2 separate regions of the Mus musculus genome follow, and region 1 is linked to region 2. Evidence: chromatin contacts called from public targeted proximity ligation data. All regions are on one chromosome and are shown on one strand. The core of a region is the stretch at or near the end of the contact, and the rest is flanking DNA. Distances in the headings are between cores, read along the strand shown. Region 1 holds the start of AW112010 (expressed sequence AW112010). Region 2 holds the start of Lrrc10b (leucine rich repeat containing 10B).

Region 1 (7,043 bases), core at 462-2,961, 590 kb after region 2:
AAGGATGGACCATCTAGAGACTGCCATACCCGGGGATCCATCCCATAATCAGCTTCCAAATGTTGACACCATTGTACACACTAGCAAGATTTTGCTGAAAGGACCCAGATGTAGCTGTCTCTTGTGAGGCTATGCCGGGGCCTAGCAAACACAGAAGTGGATGCTCACAGTCAGCTATTGGATGGATCACAGGGCTCCCAATGGAGGAGCTAGAGAAAGTACCCAAGGAGCTAAAGAGGTCTGCAACCCTATAGGTGGAACAACAATATGAACTAACCAGTACCCCCCCCCGGAGCTCATGTCTCTAGCTGCATATGCATCAGAAGATGGCCTAGTCGGCCATCAGTAGAAAGAGAGGCCCATTGGTCTTGCAAACTTCATATGCCTCAGTGCAGGGGAACGCCAGGGCCAAGAAGAGGGAGTGGGTGGGTAGGGGAGTGTGGGGGGGAGGGTATGGGGGACTTTTGGAATAGCATTGGAAGTGTAAATGAAGAAAATACCTAATTAAAATAAAATAAAAATTAAAAAAAAAAAAAAGAAATTCTTCGCTTTGCATACCTCTGGCTCTTTATTTAAACTCCATGTTAGAAACTGAGTGATAAGCCCAGGTGGGGCCAAGTCACTGGACCCCTTTGCTCTGCTTCTCAATGAAGTCACAATGAATTCATTTTTTTCTACCTTCCACTCTTATTTGTTTAGTTGGCCCATTAAGGACTGGGTAGATGAATCTGGATTGCTTGAGCCTGGACTCTGACCCTGACAATTCTAGGTGCAGTCTGGAGCAAAACAGAGAGGCTCCTCTGGGTAAGAGTAGGATGTGAGGTCATGGACAAGAACAGTCAGAAAAGTGAGATGGTTAAAGGCTAGAGGGGGAAGGCAAAGCTAACATGGAGAGAGCAGGGCCTGTATCAAATGTTTTTTTCTAGGGCAGAGGAAGATTCTAACTACATACAGGGTGCCTCATCTTCAGAAGAGGGTACAGACTCCTGCCATTGTTCTGAGCTTTTAGAGAAAGCTAGATCATTAAAAAGTCTGCTGGGCTGGAACAGAGCTATTTTAAAAGGGGAAGGAATTAAGGCCTCTGCACGTTGAGAAAAAGTCAGTGAAGTGATCCACAACTGAGGAGAAAATCAGAAAGAACTTACACAGGAGGACCCAGGAGAAACTTACGCTTAAGTCCTTTGCTTTGTCCTTTCCAGATATTTCCGTGTGCGTGTGTGTGTGTGTGTGTGTGTGTGTGTGTGTGTGTGTGTATTTCCCGCAGCGCCTGGCTGGCCCTTCATATGCCTACCTAGTGCTGTCTCCTCTCTACATCCCAGGCTTAGAATTGAGTTCTGTGGTGTCAGACAGGAGATACCCACCCCACAAGAACTATATCTTCCTGGAAAAACAGACTTAGAAATAATAACAAACTAAATGCAAGCTTTCAAAGACAGAAGGTGACACTCATTCTCTCCAGTAAGCTGGGATGAGGCCTTCCATGGGCCTTCTTACCCACTATAGATTTCCCCTTACAGATCAAGAGGTACTTACGGGAGACATCTTGCAGCTCAGGTTGTCTGCTAGACTCCTGCTGATCTTCTCTTTGGTTTTTTATATAAAGTTTGAGAATGTCAGTTTCACTTTCCCTTTGAATTGCTTTGGGGCACTATTTGCTAAACAGGAGTGGACTGAAAAACCCCGAGTCTGAGAGAAGTTTACACAATTAGTTGGCCTATCCCACAAACAAACAGGAAGATCTGCAAACACAGCCCAAGAGCCTTTTCCCACTTGGGAAATTCCTTGCTTGGAACACAGTACAGTGTTGCCTGAGACAACTGCTTCATCCTTGGCTATGGAAATAAGCAGACATAATATGATATTTCAATGATTTAAAGCAAATGCTGATTTTTTTTTTTTTTTTTTTTTGGTAAGAGTAACACAAGTACATGGGTCAGTGGATATTCTTCAGGGCTCTCTAGGATGTGGTTTCAGGCAGGACACAGGATTACACTCAAGCGTGTATCTCCTGTGTTTGCATTTTCATCGTGGGTTGTAGGTTAAAGAATTAGCAGATGTGAATACAAGGAGAGTTCACTATTATACTGCCAGAAGCCAGAGGCTAGGAGAAGCCTGGAGGAGACTCTCCTCCCAGTCCTCCTGAAGGATGGAGCCTTGCTGACACCCTGAACTCAGACTTCCTGCCTCCAGAACCAAGGGACAATAGGTTTAATGAGCTCTCCTGTTGGTGCCACCTTGTTATCGTTGCTAAAAAGCCCATAGAGTGTCTGTGAAAGATCTTGTGTAGTGACAGGGAAGCAGTCACTGCTGGCACAGCCAGCTGACTGGTCAGATTGGGAGTAATAGAGGTGACATGGAAATATAAGGAAGAGGAGGCAATCCCCAGCAGAGACAGAAGGCCCCGCTCTCCATAGGGTGTGGTCCTTTGAGTGAGACCCCCCCACCTCATAAATTAAAAGCTTGGTTCCTGGTTGGGAACTGTTTGGGAAGAATTAGGGGGTGTAGCTTTGCTGGAGGAGGTGTGTCCCACTGTGCACATTCTCTCTCTTATTCCCTCTCTCCCTTCCCCCGATCCCCTCTCTTCTTCCTCCGCAGGAAGTACACTCTTAACTACCGCTCCAGTGCCATGCCGGCCTGCTTGATGCCCTGCTTCCCATTATGATGATTGCAGACTGTAACTCTCTGAAACTGTGGGCCTCCAAATTAATTAATTAATAAATAAGTTAATTAATTAAAATCAGTGGCCTTGGTCATATGTCTCTTCAGAGCAATAAAAAACAAAACAAAACACAACAATGAAGATAGGTGGAGGTTATCAAGTTGACTGGCAGGTCAAGAGAGCTGTCACTCAACATTGATCTTGGTCCCTTGCCTCTGAGGAGGAGGAGTGAAGGGCTTTTAGACTGGGTTGTGAGGCTCCAGAATGGAGACCCATTCTCTGTGTCCTAGGGCTCTGAGAGGGTGAGTGTATTCTAACTCAAGGAACTCGGGACATCTTTGCACTTGGAGGAAATCAACTAAAGACTCTGAAAGAGCTTATAAGGATTCCGTTTTTTGATATTTACCACTGAATAAATGAAAGCAGAGATGACTAAGATGTATTTGTTAGTTGTTAGGCTAAAGCTATACATTTCATGTCAGCAGAAATAAGCATCTTTAGTGAAAAAAAAAAACCCTATTTTCCAAAATAAAAATTTAGTAAGAAGAGAATTAGTTTTTAGCAGTTGTGAGGGTGGGGAGGCGAAATATTTTTGCCTCCCCCAACACTAGGTTCACAAGTGAAGCCAGTGTAAAAAAAGACAGAACAAGAGAAAAGTATGCATATCTATACACTGTGATCTCCCCTCCCCTCTCTTTTATTTAAAAGAAAAATTTTGGAAGTACTTTGATTAAAAGACATTATTGCAAGCGTCACTGAAGAGCATTGTATTCTGTTTTAAATTTATTTTATTTTTCATACATGAATACTATATTTATATCATTTCTACCTTGTGCCCTCCAATTCCTTTGAAGTTCCCCACACTCCCTCTCAGGTTCATGACCCTGTTCTCTATAATTGTTACTCTCCTATGTAAGTAAATGTGGGTATTTCTGTGCTTGATTTATTGAAAATGTGAATAGTCATGAACTGGACTTAAAAAAAATTGATCTGGAGGCTGGAGAGATGGCTCAGTGGATAAAGGGTTTGGCTCCTCTTCCAGACTACCTGGGTTCAATTCCTAGCACCCACATGGTGACTCATAACCTGCTGGGGTCTAGCCTCTACACAGGATCAGGGGTCTCAGCTGGAAGCAGGGATATCTGGAAGGTGCATAATGAACACACAGGTAACATTTTCGGGTACAACCTAATGAGCAAGTCTCAAAGCTTGATCTCTCTGTCTCTGTCTCTCTCTCTCTCTTTCTCTCTCTCTCTCACATACTGCACTCTCCACTCTTCACACTCCCACACACCTCACACCTCTAATTTGCCCCAGTCTTTTATTGTTACTCCAAAAAGCAGGTAGAGAGACATTGTATAATCATTACCAGATGTATGAAGTTCAAAAGAATGACCACATCTCACAAAGAATTAAGAATTATGATTGTTCCTCAAAGTTCGAAGCTTTCCCTATTCTCAGCCCTATGGCCAAATAATAATTGCAAACTTATATTATTTAAACTTTAACTATTGACTTATACTTCAGAGCTCAAAGCTCTGAGGTTAGCTACGTGTGGTTTTCCCGTGAAGCTCTAACAATAAACAAGGGCAAAGGTGTCAGGCAGTGGTTAGAAAGAAACAGGCTAACCTTTAACTCTGCAGTTTCGCTAGCTTCTGCTTCTGCACATTGCACACAATGACTCAATAGATTTTTTGTTTCTGAACTAAAGTATCCTGTGTTCGTGTTCCTTTAGTCCACTTTTCCCTTATCCCATGACAGTGTCTCTTACACTAATAATTTTCATAGTTCCAGTAAATTCCTTCACTCTCTGGTGATGAACTCTGTATGACTTTAGCAGTACATGGCTCTGTTTCATTTTCTAATAATTTTTTCAAACGTTGCAAGTCAAACATTAATCTGAAACTACAATTGTGCAATTATTACATTGTTCCAAAAATGAGAGCGCACAGCATGCATGTGGGCCATTAGGACTGTGCTGGGCTATGCCCTATGCCTCAATTTTTGGTTGTTTAAGAATCATTACATTTGGCCAGTCCAGGGCCACCATGGGCATAAACTCAGAGGATGCTCCTACATTCCCCAGAGGATTCTCCACGCTGCAGGTGCCTTAGCATACCCAGGATCTTAGGATCACTGGTGAGTCCAACACAACATCTGTTCCAAGGCAACTGTGAGGGGTCTGTGCCAGCAGGAGCAGGGACACAGGAAATCTGCCTGACCAGTGGCTCAGTTGGTGCTGGTCTACCTTGGTTTCAAACACAGCAGACAGTCCCATGGTTCCCCAGAGGAGGTACCACTTCCAAGCACTTAACATGCCCAGGATCTTAGGATTCCAGGATCTCAGGATCCCAGGAGCTTGGTCACACCAGGATCTCAGGGTCTCAGAGGAAGCTTGACTGCCTAGAACTCTGATACACCCAGAATCTCAGGTTCACAGGATCCCAGAATCCCAGGATCCCAGAGAAAGCTGGACTCTGAGGACTTCTGAATAAACTGGGATTACAGGAAGGACAGGCTCCAATCAGATATACTGAGGGCAGCGAGCACTAGAGATAATCAGGTGGCAGGAGGCAAGCAAGAGAACAGAAGCAATAGAAACCAAGGTTACTTGTCATCATCAGAATTAAACTCTCCTACCTCAGCAAGTCCTGGATACACCATCACACCAGAAAAGCAAGATATGGATCTAAAGTCACTTCTCATAATGATGATGGAGGACTATAAGAAGGAAATAAATAACTCCCTTAAGGAAATTCAAGAAAACACAGGTAAACAGTTAGAAGACCTCAGATAGGAAACACAAAAATCCCTTAAAAGAATTCCAGGAGAACATATGCAATCAGGTGAAAGAATTGAACAAAACCATCCAGGATCTGAAAATGGAAGTAGAAACAATAAAGAAATCACAAAGGGAGACCACTCTGGAAATTGAAAACCTAGGAAAGAAGTCAGGAGCCATTGATGCAAGCATAACCAATAGAATACAAGAGATAGAAGAGAGTATCTCAGGTGCAGAAGATACCATAGAAAACATTGACACAACAATCAAAGAAAATGAGAAAAGTAAAAAGATCTTAACTCCAAACATCCAGGAAATCCAGGACACAATGAGAAGACCAAACCTAAGGATAATAGGTATAGACGAGAAGGAAGATTTCCAACTTAAAGGGCCAGTAAATATCTTCAACAAAATTATAGAAGAAAACTTCCCCAACCTAAAGAAAGAGATGCCCATGAATATACAAGAAGCCTACAGAATTCCAAATGGGTTGGACCAGAAAATAATTTTCTCCTATCACATAATAATCAAAACACCAAATGCACAAAACAAAGAAAGGATATTAAAAGCAGTAAGGGAAAAAGGTCAAGTAACATATAAAGGCAGACCTATCAGAATTAAACCTGACTTCTCTCCAGAGACTACGAAAGCCAGAATTATAATTATCTGGGATATCTATCATACAGACCCTAAGAGAACAGAAATGCCAACCCAGGCTACTATACCCAGCAAAATTCTCAATTACCATAGATGGAGAAACCAAGTTATTCTGTGACAAAAGCAAATTTACACATTATCTTTTCACAAATCCAGCCATTCAAAGGATAATAAAGGGAAAAACTCCAACATAAGGAGAGGAACTAAGCTCAAGAAAAAGGAAGAAAGTAATCTTTCAACAAACCTAAAGAAGATAGCCACATGAACACAATTCCAACTCTAGCAACAAAAATAACAGGAAGCAACAACGACTTTTCCTTAATATCTCTTAATATCAATGGACTCAATTCCCCAATAAAAAGACATAGACTAACAGACTGGATAAAAAAACAGGACCTAACTTTTTGCTGCATACAGGAAACCCACCTCAGGGACAAAGAGAGATACTACCTTAGAGTAAAAGGCTGGAAAACAATTTTCTAAGCAAATGATCCCAAGAAACAAGCTGGAGTAGCCATTCTAATATTGAGTAAAATCGACTTTCAACCTAAAGCTCTCAAAAAAGATAAGGAGGGACACTTACTCATCAAAGGTAAAATCTTCCAAGATGAACTCTCAATTCTGAACATCTATGTTCCAAATGCAAGGGCATCTACATTCATTAAAGAAACTTTGCTATATCTCTAAGCACACATTGTACCTCACACAATAATAGTGGGAGACTTTAGCACCCCACTGTCTTCAATGGACAGATCCTGGAAACAGAAACTAAACAGAGGCACAGTGAAACTAACAGAAGTTATGAAAAAAAGTGGATTTAACAGTACCTGCTGATCTTCTCTTTGGGTTTTTATATAAAGTTTGAGAATGTTAGTTTCACTTTCCCTTTGAACTGCTTTGAGACACTATTTGCTAAACAGGAGTGGACTGAAAAACACCCAGTCT
Region 2 (6,794 bases), core at 2,326-4,825:
CCCTCATTTCTTCAGAGAGATCTATACCAGGGTATCAGGCATCTGCATGAACTCTAACCAAACTAACTTTCCGGAAGAAACTGGATCTGCTTCTGACAGCCTCGGGAGCTCCTCCTTGGATGGCAAATAGCCATAGCCATGGGTGCTACGTTGGATAAAGAAAATTAGGCCAGGCGTGGTGGCGTATGCCTTTAATCCCAGCACTCGGGAGGCAGAGGGAGGCAGATTTCTGGGTTCGAGGCCATCCTGGTCTACAAAGTGAGTTCCAGGACAGCCAGGGCTACACAGAGAAACCCTGTCTCGAAAAACACAACACAACAAACAAGGAAGAAAGAAAGGAAGGAAGGAAGGAAGGAAGGAAGGAAGGAAGGAAGGAAGGAAGGAAGGAAGGAAGAAAATAAGGGGGCGAGGGATGAACATGAACACCTCGGGATGATGCAGGAGAGTCCACTGTAGGGCATTGCTCAGACCATCTGGCCTTGGGTGAGTCAGGACAGGGGAGCAGAAAGATCAGAAAGGAAACTTGAGCTGTAGCTACACAGGAAAGAATGGTGGATAAAACAGTGGGTGGAGTCTTGGGCTGGAGCATCAGACTTAAAAATCCAACTTCTCCACTCCAGATGGAGAAACTAAGGCCCATTTATCCAAGACTTCATCAGGGTCATTCAACCAATTGCAGAACCAGGAGCAGAACCAGGAGCAAGGACAGACCTGGTCCATGGTGGTTTCCCCTGTACCTGACAAGTTCTGGAGCCAGAGGTCAGTCCCTGGTGGGCTGCAGCTCTCACTCAAGCTACCTGATAACCTCACCTCTCAAATCCTTACCCCCACGTAAGGGAGGTTCCTGAGAGCCCCAGAGCCCCAGAAGGAGCCTTAACAAAAACAAAGCCTACGGTTGGGTCCCATGTTAATCTTACTCCCCACCTTTCATTCTGTCTGCCTGTGTAGTCTTATCCCACTCTAGATCTATATCCAGCCTCCTCCCTACCCAGAGCCCAGCCCAATGTACTAGCCCAGCTACTGGGTTGAGCCTGACCTTTTGGCTCCATATATGACATCAGCTCTTGTTGCCATGGTGATGGGGGGGGCAAAACTGAAGGAACTGAGGCTGAGAAAGGCAAAGGAGAATAGGGCAAGTATAGTCACAGAGTGGGAGGGGCCAGTACTGTCCAGCAAATAGAGGAAGGGCAGCCCAGCTGGTGGGAGATCCAAGAATTAGATCCCAAGAACCAAGCTGCAGATGACCCCTACAGCACAACCAAGGGTAGGGTGAGCCAGAACATGAGGACATCCGAAGATGCCAGGTGACCAGCTTCAGGGAGTAATGCTATTTCCTTCTGCAACAGGCACTTGTTCCCCAGACAAGAAGGACAGACACAACAGCTGGCCAGGGTCATCCTGACACAGAGTTGGGGCACTTGGGTGGGGGAGGTGCACCCACAGCGGTGGAACTTGGTGCTCCCGGGCTTATAAATAAATAGACATGTGGGAAACACACATTCTTTCTCCAAGAAATAAAATTTATGTTTACAAGGTTTTTTTTTTCTTCCTAAAGAAAACACTACCTTCTGGGGCTCCAGCCCCTGACAGTGTCCCTGAGTGTCCTCTGGCCCTCACCTCCTATTATTGCTTGGATCTGGCCCTGGGAATAGCAGAGCTTGTCTCCTCAGCCCTTCAGAGGCTGTCCCTGGTGACGGAGTAGAGGCACATGGTGCCTGTCCAGTGCCCCATGCCGTGCCAGCCACCCTGGCTGTGCCCATGTAAGGAAATGGAGAGTGCAGGCAGTACAGAGGCCCTGAGCAACCTCCTAGAGTGCAGAGCCCCTCTCTCTTGGGGCAGGAGGCCCTAGAGGCACAGTGGCATCTTCTCACACTTGATAACTGAGGGCACAGGCTGCAGGAGAGGAAAGATCTCTCTTTGCCCGGCAATAGTGCAGCACAGGCTGAGAGAAAAGATCCGGAGGAAAGATGGGTGGAGACCTTTCTCTTCTGTGTACCATACATACAGCTATCAGGGTGGAGAACTGGGGCCCCAGTCTATGTCTACTTCTGTCTTGGACATAGTCCCTATGCCCTGCCTCTGGCCAGAACTCCCCCGGCCCCACCCCCAACACACACACACACACACACACACACACACACACACACACACACACACACACACATGGAGAGTTTGCCCCATACAGTCTCCTAGGGTAGGCCTAGGCGATCCAAACCCCAAGTGAAAGTTATAGATGCCCTGACATCCAGAGTCAGAGTAGGGATGATTCTACGGATAAGTGATGGCCCTGGTTCCAGGTGAGAACCGGTTCATCTGTCGTGCCATCAGTGGCTCTATCCCAGACTTCTTGGTCTGAAAACTGCCCAGAGGTCAGCCCAGGGACTCTTTCTTACTGCCTAGTACTGTCTGAAGATGGCCTCAGGCCTGCCTGTGCCGGGCAGCTCATTCAATGATGCTCCTTCACTGCCCCAAGTAAGAGGCCCAGCAACACCGTATATCCAAACAACCACAACCTCGCAGAGTCCCTTCTTCCAGAGTAGCCAACCCATCACTCAGGGAAGAGGCTCAGGTGCCCAATCCTGGAGGAGCTTCCAAGGCTCGGAGGCTGTCCCTGGTGGGCCCCAGAGCCCTGGGTCCTGCGCCTCCTATGAGTAGGTCTTCTTCCTCCTCATCATCAAAGGCCCGGGTTGGACGCCGGGCTGGCTGCCGCGGAATGGGTTCGTCGCGCTCAGCCATGCGCTCGACGGCTCCCTCGCCCACTAGGAAAACGGTGTCTGCCACCCGCGGGGGTCCAGTGACTGGGTTGTGGTCGTAGGAGAAAACTCGGAGCGCACGAAGCGGGTGCAGGTCGGGGAAGCCGCCCAGGCGGTTGCGGTCGAGGTCTAGGATGTGCAGCCGGCCCATGCGCAACAGCGCGGGCGGGAACTCTTCGAAGCGATTGCCGTAGAGCCAGAGGCCACGCAAGCCGGTCATGCGCGGCAGCTCGGCGGGCAGCGCGCGCAGCCGGTTGTCGCCCATCTGCAGCGATTGCAGCGCCACCAGGCGCAACAACGGCCGCGGAAAGCGCCGCAGGAAGTTGCCTTCGATCCAGAGGCAGCGCAGGCTCTGCAGCTGCGCAAAGTCGGGTGGCAGCGCCAGCAGACGGTTGCCGCCCAGGTAGAGGCGCGTGAGGCGCGGTAGGCGACACAGGCCGTCGGGCAGGCGCTCCAGCTTGTTGAAGTCGAGCGCCAGGATGCGCAGCTCGCGCAGCTCCTCGATCTCCTCGGGAAGCTCGCGCAGCCCGGTGCCGCTCACATACAGCTTCTGCAAGCGGCTCAATGCGCACACGGCGCTAGGCAGCCGCCGCAACCGCCGCCCGCTCAGCTCCAGCTGCTGCTCGCCGCTGCGCAGCTGCTCCTCGGCGTCCGACGGCAGCTCGTCCGGCGTGGACTCTGCGATGCCCATGGTCACGGGCCCCGGCCCGGGACGCCGCTGCCACCACCCGGCATCGCCACGCCCTGGCCGCCCCGACGGGGCCCGGGCCGCTCCGGCCTCGGGGGCCCCCCGCCCCGGCCTGCCTGTGTGCCGGGAGGGGGGCCGTGCCGAGCCGAGAGGAGGCGCCCGCCTGGGCCCCGCCGCCCCGCACCGCGTTCGGCCACCCGCCCTTCGGCCTCCCCCGCTGCCTCCGCCGGAGGCCGACTGGCTGGAGTTCGAGCTGACTTGCAGCTTAGCGACCCGTCGCCCTGGCAACCCCCGACGCGCGTGCGGCTGCCAATAGGCAAAGGGAGGGCGGGGTGGGGCGGGGCCAAGGAGGACCGTGAGAAGGGTCCTGAAGCTGAAGCTGGTCCCTGGATAGCTAGCCTATCCGTGAGCCAGCCTGAGCCCAGGCGGCGGCTGAGCGCAAACCCGGCACAGGGCTAGTTAGCGCTGAGCCCCGACGTCCGACGCTGTCTAAACTTGCCGCAGCAGGCCATTTGGTTGGTGTAGCTGTGTGTGCTTCAGGGAAAATGGGTCCAGAAGGAAGAAACCTGGGACTGAAAAAAGGGAGGAGGGATACTGGAGTAGTACCTGAAGGCGAAGTCACTTACTTTACCCCTCCACCCCCGACGTCCAGCGGCGTGCGGCCAGTCTCCCAGTTGGGGTCACTTCAGGATAGTAACTCGGAACAATGTTATGTTCTGGTCTTTTTTAGATCTGAGGATTTGTGGGACTATGCTTGGCTCCGCCCTCCCCGGATTCCGCCCATTGCTGGTGCTCTAGCACCCGCTCATACCCAAGCCCCTCCGAGAACACCCAAGGTCTATGTGTGGCCATGGTGGGCAGAGGACTGGGACAAGCGCCTACCTTTGAGTGGCACCGACAACAATCATCTTGGTTCTATGACTCGGCTGCTCTCACTAGCCTCCTCCCTTTTCTCTCTGCCAGAGCTCCACGTGTCTGTCACTTTGCCAAAAGCTACTTCCCATACTTTAAAAAAGAGGCATTGAGCAAGGCTCAAAGACATTAAGCTTTGGTTGACCAGAAAAGCTGGCGTTTGAAGCCAGGCAGTGTGACTCAAGAACCCAACTCCTAAGCATACACCTTCCCAGTAAAAGAAAACACAGCATTCCACCCACCCCTCCAGCGAGTTTTTCCTCAACAGAGTCTCTGACTCACAATGCAAAAACTAAGAAAGGAATTATTAATCCCACAGAAATGAGGAGGAAAGCGGCCTCCTGAGATTAGAAAAACCTGCTTGAGGGTTATACAAGGGACAAGAGGTTGTACCGTGAGCGCTCAGTCAACAGACCACTTTCTCCTCCCTGCCCCACTCCCACCTTCTCTAGGACCTAGCTGTCAGAACTTAGTGTCCTCCAATCCATCCATACTGCCATGGAAGTTTGAAATTAGGACAGTGGAAGGAGGACACATTGGTTTACCTCTATAATCCCAGCTGATCAGCCAGCCTGGAGAAACAACACAGCAAAAGCCCAGGGGTGTGGCTCCTGCCTGTAATTCCAGATCTTTCCCGGCAGAAACAAGAGGATTTCTGCAAGTTCAAAGTCATCCTAAGCTATAGAGTGGCTTAAGGCTAATGAGATATAGAGCAAGACCTTGTCTCAGAATGGGGAGTGGGCAATAAAAGGGGGGCGTAGAGTGTTCACATCTATTAGCCCAGCTATGTTAACCAGACTGGCAGCATAGTAAGAACCTATCTGAAAACAGGAAATAGTGATAAATAGACAGAAAGGAAGGAAGGAAGGGCTGGGAATGTCAGTGCAATTGTGTGTATTTTTGACAAATGTGTGTACCTTTGCTGTCACAGTTGGGTTTTTTTTCCCCTTTCTTTTTTTTTTTTTTGTACCTTTGTTTGTTAGTTACAGAGTTTCATATAACTCAAACTCTCCTCCAACTCAATAGATGGCCAAATTTCTGGTCTTCCCACCTCCTTAGTGCTGGAATTACAGGTGTGCATCACCATGTCCTGATCGTATGGTGCTGGTGATCAAACCCAGCACGTGCTAGGCAAGCACGGTAATAACTGAGCTATACCCCAGCCCTCGTGCTCCATTCCTACGACTCAGAAGTCCCTTCACACCTCTTCCCTCTCCCAGAGGCCACTTTGATCATGACCTCTATTATCAGGGGTCAACTTTGCTTGCTCTTGAATTTCCTAGGGATGACGCCACCCAGCAGGTTCTTTTTCACTCCTGGCTTCTCCTTTTCTGATCTTTAAAAGATATTTGTTAGCAGAACAATAGCAGCGGTCTTCAAGGAAGAGGTTTCTTGGGGTGAGATGATAACAGAACAGCCATGGAGCTCCACCCTGGGGAAACTAACAAAATGATGTGGTGACCCCAGCCAAGGTAAGGGTCAAGCCAGAAAAAGTCAAACCCAGACATCAGTTCCCAGATGGATGGATTCTCAGCCCCAGCTAGACAGCGTTCAAGGTCCTCAAGTACTCAGACCTTGTTAAGTCCCAGCCCAACACTCTTCTCACATGGGAGGATCGCGTGAAGGAGGTGGGCATTCAGATACTAGGAATCCAGGGCAAACCCAGCCAGGCATGAATATCCCCCAACCCCCATATCCCTTCAGCGCTTTTACCAAGGGACATTCGATGTGGAGGAGGGAATACAGTCAACCCACCCTCACCACATGCTCAGGCTGGCACTGCAGCACCAGGCAGCCCTCCTGGACTTGTAGGCATCCAAGCGGCCCTATGTGTGCCTCTGCTCGGGTACCAGCCAGGCACTGCTCCTGGGACTGGGAACGTGGAGGCCAGCCCTCTGCCTCCTCTGGGTCTTTTTCATGTTCTGGGTAGATCCTGTACCTTTACCTCCCACCAGGCCCTTCTCAGTGGGTAAAGGTAAAATGTGCTGCGCTCAAGGCCCACGCAGATCGGCAGTGAAGCAATCATCTCAATGAGTCATGCTGGCGCTGTGAGCGCCTGATCCCTGTTGAGTTGTCGCTAATGAATTAGATTCACCCCCAGCATGGGCTCCCCCCAACCTTTCCCCACTCCCAGGAATGCAGGAAACTGAGACCTGCAAGGAGCCAGGGCTGTGACAACTCCAGGTTCCGGCCTAGACCCAGCCATGCCCTCTGCTCCCCCCCCCCCCCCCCCGCCGCCGCAAAAATACCCAAAAGACAGATCCCCAGCCTTCAAAATGGTCTTTCTATTGCCAACCACAAGCTATAACAATATTACCCACCCTCAGATCTATATGAAGGGTTTTTTAAAACACAAAAACAACCCAGTGCTCTCTGTAATAAATGCCTCTGTACCTAGTCTCCAGCATTCATGATTGTTCACATTTTCTTATGCTTGTTCT

The links.
Region 1: a targeted proximity ligation map of bone marrow-derived macrophages shows a contact between it and region 2, with 4 times the contacts expected there. A contact is called at or near these places in 2 of 130 datasets of targeted methods (bone marrow-derived macrophages and pancreatic cancer cells).

What each region holds. Positions count from the first base shown.
Region 1 is chr19:11,048,855-11,055,897 of GRCm38.p6, forward strand. It overlaps AW112010 (expressed sequence AW112010), which reads right to left and starts at 1,712. Exons shown (of 3, transcript NR_102366.1): 1 at 1,534-1,712.
Region 2 is chr19:10,453,872-10,460,665 of GRCm38.p6, forward strand. Lrrc10b (leucine rich repeat containing 10B) reads right to left here and starts at 3,576. Exons shown (of 1, transcript NM_001111140.2): 1 at 1,500-3,576. The coding sequence starts at 3,444. The coding sequence ends at 2,566.